2 separate regions of the Sus scrofa genome follow, and region 2 is linked to region 1. A link is a contact called in public HiChIP or PLAC-seq data. All regions are on one chromosome and are shown on one strand. Each heading gives the region's core, a stretch centred on a gene start, on an enhancer-like site or on the middle of the called end of the contact. The rest is flanking DNA. Distances are from core to core; before and after follow the strand shown. Region 1 holds the start of ACOX1 (acyl-CoA oxidase 1, palmitoyl). Region 2 holds the start of UNK (RING finger protein unkempt homolog).

The links. HiChIP or PLAC-seq counts read pairs in DNA pulled down with a chosen protein or histone mark.
Region 2: a contact with region 1 is called in an H3K27ac HiChIP or PLAC-seq map of alveolar macrophages. The contact joins the promoter of UNK here to the promoter of ACOX1 in region 1. A contact is called at or near these places in 1 of 5 promoter capture datasets (fetal liver), 2 of 47 Hi-C or Micro-C datasets (liver and skeletal muscle) and 1 of 2 datasets of contacts at active chromatin or transcription factors (alveolar macrophages).

What each region holds. Positions count from the first base shown.
Region 1 is chr12:5,448,872-5,453,472 of Sscrofa11.1, reverse strand. It overlaps ACOX1 (acyl-CoA oxidase 1, palmitoyl), which reads right to left and starts at 2,199. Exons shown (of 14, transcript NM_001101028.1): 1 at 2,071-2,199; 2 at 1,625-1,784. The coding sequence starts at 2,179. It overlaps TEN1 (CST complex subunit TEN1), which reads left to right and starts at 2,333. Exons shown (of 4, transcript XM_003131187.4): 1 at 2,333-2,598.
Region 2 is chr12:5,626,313-5,630,913 of Sscrofa11.1, reverse strand. It overlaps UNK (RING finger protein unkempt homolog), which reads left to right and starts at 2,665. Exons shown (of 15, transcript XM_021066619.1): 1 at 2,665-2,869. The coding sequence starts at 2,766.

The sequences.
Region 1 (4,601 bases), core at 950-3,449:
CCTCACAGCCAGGGGTTACAAACTTGAAAAATTAAAAAAAAAAAAAAAAAAAAAGAGCATTTGGAAGTTGCTAAGTACTCTGATTTAGGCTATCGAAAATAAATTAACCATGTTTTTATAACCAAAATGGAAAGGAGTTCTGAGTGTGATCCTAAGGGTCAAAGTAAATCATTTCCTCTTGAAAATAATAACCCGATGGAGTTAAAAATAATTAGATACCAAATGTATTAAAGGCAGCAGTAAAAAGGAATAATGACTATTGCTACAAAAAGGCAGAACCTGTACCATGTTCCACTTTTCTTGGCTCTTAAATAAGTACCATTCACATTATTTACTCTTTGCCTTTTTTTTAGGGCCACACCTGAGGCGTATGGAGGTTCCCAGGCTAGGGGTTGAGCTATAGCTGCTGGTCTACACCACAGCCACAGCAACGCCAGATCGGAGCCTTGTCCATGACCCACACCACAGCTCATGGCAATGCCGGATCATTAACCCACTGATCAAGGCCAGGGATCAAACCCAGGTCCTCACAGATCCTAGTCAGGTTCATTACCGCTGGGCCACAACGGGAACTCCTCATTTGCTCTTTATTGATGAAAATAGTGGAGTTCTAAAATGTAGAAACCTAAAACCTAATATGTAGGAACCTAAAACAGGAACAAACAAAAACTGTTAAGAGATGTTATAGGCCAAAGGAATCTTGTACTAGGTTCCTATAATTATACTGTTTAAAGACAAACAAAAAAAAGTTTGTGTTTTCTTTCTAATGAAAAAAACACAACCAAAAGCAGATGGTCTGAAAAAAGGTCAGTTTTCAAGAGTAGGACCAAGGCATGTTTTATGAGGTGTCTATTCACTCACATAAGAGCCATTTAAACACCGTTACCAGATTAAAAAATGCTGAATCCTTATATCCATTCTGAGGTTTGACTCAAGTTCTTTTTCATCCATCCCTATTTTCCATTATTAAACTCAAGAGCTACACTATCATGTGAAAATACAATCTGTTATTGCTCTAAAATATTTAAATGTTTGGTCTTTGCAGCTGAGAAAAAAAATTCCTTCCCAATTTAGCTTCTAGATTCAGCAGGCCTCCTTCTTACAAACAGCAAAGTCATTCTGCATTTAAATCACTCAAAATTGACACACGTGGACAGAATTTGTATGATTCTTGAAATCCTATTACAGCATCTCCATTATAAGCTTTGTACAAATGTCATCCACTGAAAAGGCTTAAATGTAAGCGGAAACCTTATTTCTCATACTTACAACTTTAAAGTGGTGTGAAAATATGCCAATTTGAGTCTTCAAACGCCAAACAAGAGAAAAAGGACACCACAGATTGTGGCTTTAGTTTGGGCTTGGGCACTTGATGTAAACTAAGACACACGTACCTTTTTTTGGGGGGGGGGGTCTTTTTTGTCTTTTTAGCGCCACACCAGCTGCATATGGAAGTTCCCAGGCTAGAGGTCAAATTCGAGCAGCAGCTGCAGACCTGCAACAGCTCACTGCAACTCCTGATCCTTAACCCACTCAGGGAGGCCAGGGGTCCAACCTGCATCCTCAGGGATACTAGTCGGGTTAGTTACCTCGGATCCTCCACGGGAAAGCTCCGCATACCTACTTTTTAAACCACAGGATTTCATCTGGGTCTGCGAGGCCAAACTCCCTTATCTTCTTCACCGTGGTGGCGCTCTTCTTAACAGCCACCTCGTAACGCTGGCTTCGACTGAGGAAGTTCAGGTCCTCATGCTGCAGGTCTGGGTCACTCAGAATCATGTTTTCTGGAAAAGAATGATAGGGTATCAAGAGAAACACAGATTCAAGGCTCTGTTACAGCTCCCCGGATCACAGCAGGTTTCGGACTTACGGGTACAGATCCCCTCTCAGGATGGGCGATTCCCCCGCCACAAGCATCTCTAAAAGTGTGGGGAGGGGGTTTCCCGGTTCCCCTAAAGCTGAGCCGGAGGTTGCGGCCTACGCCTCACAGCCGCTCTGACTCCTCCCGGTGGGAGTCTCAAGCTTTGCTCCGGGAAGGGCGGGGAGGGAGGCCCGGCCCGCCGTCCTCACCGATCTCTCGGCGGCGCCGGGTATTCTCTGGACTGCCGTCCAGGACGTGTGTGAGCAGCTCCGGGTTGAAGCTGGCGGCGGCTCGCTCCTTCTGTAGGTCCTGGTTCATGGTGACAGCCAGCAGAGGCAGCGGAGGTCGGGGAGGCGGCGGAGACAGCAGCAGCGAGGGCAGCACCAGCGGGTTATCTGCACCTCCAGCGCGGCGCCAGCCCTAAGGGCCGCCCAGGACGGCGCGAGTCCCCGCCCCCGCTCGCCTCCGCCCGCCCGGGCCCGCCCTTTCTCCCGCGCCGCGTGACTGCCGCGGCCGAGGCGGAGGAGGCGCCAGTGAGAGCCTCGGGGCGGGTGAGTCCCTGCCTCTCGGCGAGAGGAGCCTCAGAGCGGCCCCCGGGCAAGGGGGTGCCCGGAAGAAGGTCGAGAAACTGCAGAGGGGGGACAAGCCGGGAGCTCTCGGTAACCTAACCCCTCACCCGTCACGTGATCACGCTGGGCGGAAAGAGGCAACGTGAAGCCCCCCCGACGCCCTGACAGGTTAGCGACGGGCGGGGAAGGGGCGGGGCACCGCGTCGGAGGAGGACTGCGCCTGCGCCTTGGGACCTGCCCGCCCCGCCGCTTCGGGGTCCGTCCGCTAAAGGCCTCCCCGGAAACGCCGGTGGCCGGAACCTCTAGGGCTGCGGGCGATGCGCCTGTGGGCCTTGCGCAGTTGCTGGGGGAGGTCGTAGGATTCCGCGAAACTATCCAAGGTTGGAGGAAAAAAGGAAAAGACGGGGTCCAAAGTTGCACCGGGGAGAGGCTCCAGCTGTCTTTTGTTAAGATAATGGTATCTTTGCTGCCGGAGGCAAGGGCTGCGAGGAGCTGGGTGTGGAATTGCAGGTGCTTCCCCCCACCCACCGTTTCTGGGTGGGTGTGGACTTGGAGTGAGACTTAGAACTGTGTGTTCACAGGTCTTGGAATCCAGACTTTTCTGTTTCACAATTATCGTCGTCATCAAAGAACTAGTGTAGGAGGATTTGTAATGAAAAGCTCAAGTTGCCTATCCTCAGAAACAGCCACTGTCAACCAGTCGTGGTTTTTTATTTTGATCCCTAAAGAATTGCTCAGTAAAATACTTAACATGCTATTGAATGATTTGCTTATTTTAGTTACTTTTTGACTTCATGCCAGGGTGATCAGGTAATGGCACACTACACATCTGTATCTTTCATCTACCTTTGTAACAACATAACTAATGCCCTTTAAAAAATAAATAAAAATAAATTAAAAACTGTACACTTGCAAGCTGTTCCTTATTGCATCAGTTTTTAGTAACAGTCCTGGCAATAAGTACGGTGAGTGAGGCATTCACCTCAGACAAAAGGGAGCACCAAAAAACGAATCAAGATTAGTAGTTAGGAGTTCCCGTCGTGGCGCAGTGGTGAACGAATCCGACTAGGAACCATGAGGTTGCGGGTTCGATCCCTGCCCTTGCTCAGCGGGTTAACGATCCGGCGTTGCCGTGAGCTGTGGTGTAGATTGCAGATGAGGCTCAGATCCCGCGTTGCTGTGGCTCTGGTGTAGGCCAGTGGCTACAGCTCCGATTGGACCCCTAGCCTGGGAACCTCCATACGCCGCGGGAGCGGCCCAAGAAATAGCAAAAAGACAAAAAAAAAAAAAAAAAGACTAGTAGTTATTTTAATAAGACATTTAAAAAAGTCAAAATGCAGGAAAATCTATGATGAATAAAACACAAAAAGTTGGAGTTCCCATCGTGGCTCAGCAGTTAGTGAACCAGACTAGTGTCTATGAGGACTCGGGATCGATCCCTGGCCTTGCTCAGCAGGTTAAGGATCCGGTGTTGTCTGTTGCAGTGAACTGTGGTGTAGGTCCCAGACTTGGCTCAGATCCCTAGTTGCTGTGGCTGTGGCATAGGCCAACAGCTACAGCTCCGATTGGACCCCTAGCCTGGGAACCTCCCTATGCCGCAGGTGCGGCCCTAAAAAACCAAAATTTTAAAGAGACAGAAACATTATTACCGATTGTTCTTTTTGGCTCAGGTTCCAATGTACCTGGGCAAGTCATGGATAACTGATGTTGTTGTTAATACCCCCGGCATTAAACTATTTGTTTGGCTACCGTGTCTTCCTCTTGTCAGAAGCTGGCTCTGGGAGTTCTCGTCGTGGCTCAGTGGTTAACGAATCCGACTAGGAACCATGAGGTTTCGGGTTTGATCCCTGGCCTCACTCAGCAGGTTAAGGATCCAGCATTGCCATGAGCTGTGGTGTAGGTGACAGACACAGCTCGGATCCCGTGTTGCTGTGGCTCTGGCATAGGCCGGCAGTTACAGCTCTGATTGGACCCCTGGCCTGGGAACCTCTATATGCAGTGGGTGTGGCCCTAGAAAAGACAAACAAACAAAAAAGCTGGCTCTGTTACTATGTTCTTCTTGGACTCCTTAATCTATAGAAATTGATAAGGAGTTCTCCTTGTACCTCAGCGGTAGCGAACCCAACTAGTATTCTTGAGCAGGTGGGTTCCATAGCTGGCCCTTCTCAGTG
Region 2 (4,601 bases), core at 1,416-3,915, 180 kb before region 1:
CTCTGGGCTCACTGAATATTTTAAGTTATTGAAATAAAAAAAAAAAACAGCAAAACCAGGTACATGCAGATTTCAACTTAGAGACTTACTGTACATGAATACAAATACCTCAAAAATTTACTTGTGACACCAAAGTTCTCCCTTTCACCATCAATAGTGAGGGGGAAAAAATTCACAATTTGAAAAAGCAGGCACAGGAGTTCCCATCATGACTCAGTGGTTAACAAAACCTACTAGTATCCATGAGGACGTGAATTTGATCCCTGGCCTTGCTCAGTGGGTTAAGGATCCAGCTTTGCTGTGAGCTGTGGTGTGAGTCACAGATGTGGCTCAGCTCCTGTGGCTGCGGCTGGCAGCTACAGCTCCAATTGGACCCCTAGCCTGGGAACCTCCATAGGCTGCAGGTGTGGCCCTTAAAAAAAAAAAAAAAAAAGAAAGAAAAAGAAAAGAAAAAGCAGGCAGGGCAAAAACACCTTCTGCCCAAACTCTGGTTCCAAATTCCTCTCATTTCAGCTCTCTCAATGATAACACTGCACAATATTTACTTAATTCTCCATATATTTAAACTTTTATGCGATAATTCAATGTTAGTTTCTGCCTTCTGCTCAAAGTTTAGGGTGGGGAAAAATTAAGCTATTTCATTCAGGCCAGACCACATAGAGAAACCAAGATGGACACTCTTCACCTGTTCTCAGAACCTGTGTAAATTTAGCCCAGAAACAGGGTACTGGTTCCATCCTGCATAAAAAGCTGTCAAATGTCCTGGGATGTAACCAGAAAAATACCTTGTCATCTTTTTCGACTGCTCAGACGGTCTGGAGAAGGAACGGGCTCCTAAATTAACACCCATTTTGAGTTCCAAGGCTTTTCTTGGAGATCCCAAACCCGGTTCATCCCTTGCTTTCTGCAAGAGAGATGGTCTAGTTACCTGCCCACCTTCAGTTTTGCTAATTTTTAGAGAGGAACTAAAACTGCTTCGGGAGAAACTAGGTATGAATTCACATTCGTCATTTAAGGATGATGAGTGGAAATAGTTTGTCCTCCTTACTTGGCAGTCATACAGGTTATGTTTTTTCTAAGCAGCACAGGAAATGGGGAGCAACTGAAAATGTTGATACAAACAATGCAGAATGGGATGCAGCATCTGGCTACGGTCCTAGTTCCTGTTCTGTCACAGACTTAGAAACTCGGTGCAAGTTACTTAATCTCTCTGAGTTTCGGTTTCCTCTCCTGTAAATTAAGCAGCTTGGATGATATCATCTCCCAATTCTACCCGTACACTCTTATTCTGAAGTTCATGGTACACACACATTTAAAATCCAGCCGTCTGAACTATCTTTCTCCATTCAAATCACACTTGGGTATTCGGGGTGGGGTGGGGTGGGGGGAATAACAGATAAGCCAATTATCTGCATTTAATAGGATTAAAGCAATACACCTCAACTTGTTTCTCCTTTTGGAATTTTTCATCTTCAAACGCCCCTAGTGGTGAAACAATTGATTTGGCCTGTTTAAGAAATACTCGTTTCTCAGCTTTGTAGGCTGACAATTTGGCTTCTGATGTGGTTACTTGGAACTAAATAAAATAGGCATGTGTCAGTCCTGCATATTAACACTTTTACATTCACCCCTTCCTGCTTTGCCCCTAAGGTTACTGGGAATGTGTTTCTTTTACGAGATTAGCATGAGTTAATGTTACTTAATAAGATACAAATCAGTCTTTAAAACAATGTCTTTAAATAGATTAAATAAGGAAAACAAAGTTAAGATGGTAAGTTTCAAGTATCTATGAAGAACTTCATCTGACTGGAGGGAAGCGGGGAGGAGACATTTTCCCAAGTAGAAAGGCTGGCATTCAGAGCAGGAAACTAGGGTAAATTATAATAAATCGCACTCCTGACTCAAACCCAGGCCCTTCCTCTGGACACTGTGATGCTTCTCGAAGCCCCCTGCAACTTGCCAGTGCACCTGAGACTATGCTAGATGGAGATTAAGTTCGTCCTTGGCCCTTAACGTACTGGAAACAAATTGGTCAGGCCAAGTGTCGAGCTGAGAAAGGACTGAAACCGTGGAGTTCCAGGTTTCAGAGCTCGTAAAGGTGTATGGAGCGCCTGAGCAAAGGCGCAGGAACAGAGTACTGGGTTGTGTAGCTCTTCGTTAGCAGAGCTTTCTCACGCTGACTTCCAGCAGGCCGACTTTCCCTTATGATTTTCAGCTTGTTCCCGCTGAACGAGCGAGGATGTTGGCAGAGTCCAGGTGCCTGAAGCTCAAAGGCCCATTGCTCAGGGCGGCATCAGAACCGAGCCCAAGCTTTGCTAAGTATGGAGGCGAGATAATTATTACACTGTTGGCCGTGGAATTACACTTGGAACTGTTTCACTGCAGTCGTTAAGCCCTCCCTAGCTCTGGGCCTCTTCTACTCCAGGTGCTCCAGTTTCAGGCAAAGGTTCCCCCACGAACGGGGAAACCGGCTGTTAAGGAGAGACAGGGCGAGACTGCAATCCCCAGAAACCGTCTCGGGCCCTCAGCATCCGGGATACCGTCTGCAAGGCTCTCTGGGTATTGTGGTCCGTTCCTTTGGCAGCAACCCTCGGCGGACGGTAAAATTCCAGCCTGACCCAGGACTACAACTCCCAGCAACCCTCGCTGCCGTGCGGGGGGTCTTCACGTTCTCGTGGCGCGGCGCAGGCGCACTAGTGCCTCGGCGCGGACCGCGCAGACTGAATAATAAAAGGGGAGCGGCGAAGAGGCAGGAAGACAGGACCATGTCGAAGGGCCCCGGGCCCGGCGGCTCCGCAGCTTCCTCGGCGCCCCCGGCCGCTACCGCTCAGGTGCTGCAGGCACAGCCCGAGAAACCGCAGCACTACACGTACGTAGAGCCCCCCCCCCCGCCGCGCGCGCACGCCTGACGTCAGCGGCCAGCGTGAGTCACGCGCGCAGGGAGAGCGCGAGGCGGCCTCTCCCTCCCCCCTTTCCTCCGTCCCGGCCCAGACCGGTTCCAACCTGCTAGGGCCGGTCCCAACTGCCTCCAACTGCCACCAACCTTTGGTCGGGCTGTGGGGCGGGAAACCCAGTCCCGCCGCAAGTGGGGAAGGAGGGAGCTCGCGGCGCAGAGTGCACACATCTCAGGCCTGGCCTTCGAGGCCTAACTGGTTCTCAGGCCATAAAACCACAGTCCCAGGCACTCTCGGGGGGGATAAGAAGTCCAAGACGCGACCAGGATGCGTTCCTAAGGGGCCAGCCCTAGAACGGCCTATGAATGACCACTAGCGTGAAGTTCTGTTAGGCGACCTGTGTTCTGTGCACAGGAGGCCTTGTGCGTCCCTAAGGCCCAAGTGTTGTCCACTTTGGCTGGAATTTACTTAAAAACATTTGACCCAGGCCAAGTCAGGGATCCCGAAGGTGATGGGGTCCGAATATGTTCTCAGGCCCAACCCAGCTGTGGCCTCAGAGGGACCCCCAAATGCTGACACTGCAAGAGTCCAGTAAGATGGAAAACCTCTTCCTGGGAATCTGCTTGTGTCTAAATGTAGGTCCCTTTCGTCTTTTTATTTCCTTTCAGGGCACTTCAAGCAACTCCCTAGTGCTAGGTACTTGATGAGAAAGAAAGGTGAAGAAGGCAGACCCTCCCTTTAAGCAGAATGTTGGGTTTCCATTTTCCCTGATGCTCTTTGCCTCGCATCTCCTTGGGCTGCCAAAATGTGTGCATGTTTGGAAGGATCCCCAAGTGTACCTCAATCTGGCCGGAGATTTGGAATGTGGGAGTTGAACAACCGTTAAGGGGCACACAGTAATGCTGTCTGGTGACCCAGAGCAAGAAGCGTGTGTTGGAATAGAAAGAACTAGAAGTCCACAGGGGAGCTCTCGTTCGTCACTCACAGAAGTCAGACTCTGTGAGTGGGAAACTCTTCTGGAATAAGGCAAAGAGGGTTTAAGGAAGTGTATTGGTTTCCTTGCGAGATTCTCTGCTATCGATTGAAATCATCTGAAACTTTATTGACTTCAGTCTGACTCATGCCACCTGTAACTTTTCTAATGTGGCCCTTGTTTGGTGCTGGAGTTCTTTCTGCAATCCTTCCCTTGGTGTTAGAAGAATTCAGTGATGAGGGGAGTGGTATGGTCAGGCAGCAGTATGGTCTTCTGCCAACCTCACCTAGTTGGAGCTTATTTTTAATCTCTGGTTGCTCAGACCATGTCTTTCAGTAAAATTTTACGTTTTTAGTAATGTGGGTCTTGGTTTCAGCAGCCTCTGTTTCTGTGTTGGGTTGTCATTGAGTATAGTATGGAATCTGTATTAGAAAGCCTTGCTAATCGTTTTGGAATTGAGGGATGAAGCAAGTCAGCAGCTGCGTTAGTCTCTGAGTCTGTCCTCTTGATGCTCATTTATTTCAGATCTGTCTTTTCATCCCTTGTCGGGTAAGTACAGAGTAATCAATCAGTTTTGGCTCTTGAAGTGGCTTAGTATATCAACAGTAGCAGATGTAAAGCCCAAGCCTCATTGGATGGTTGGAGGTTGGAGGTGTTCCCATCTTTTTATTTTCTGGGGGGGGTGTTATCTTAAAAAATCAGAGATAGAAATTAGTTGTCTGTCTTGGTAGATT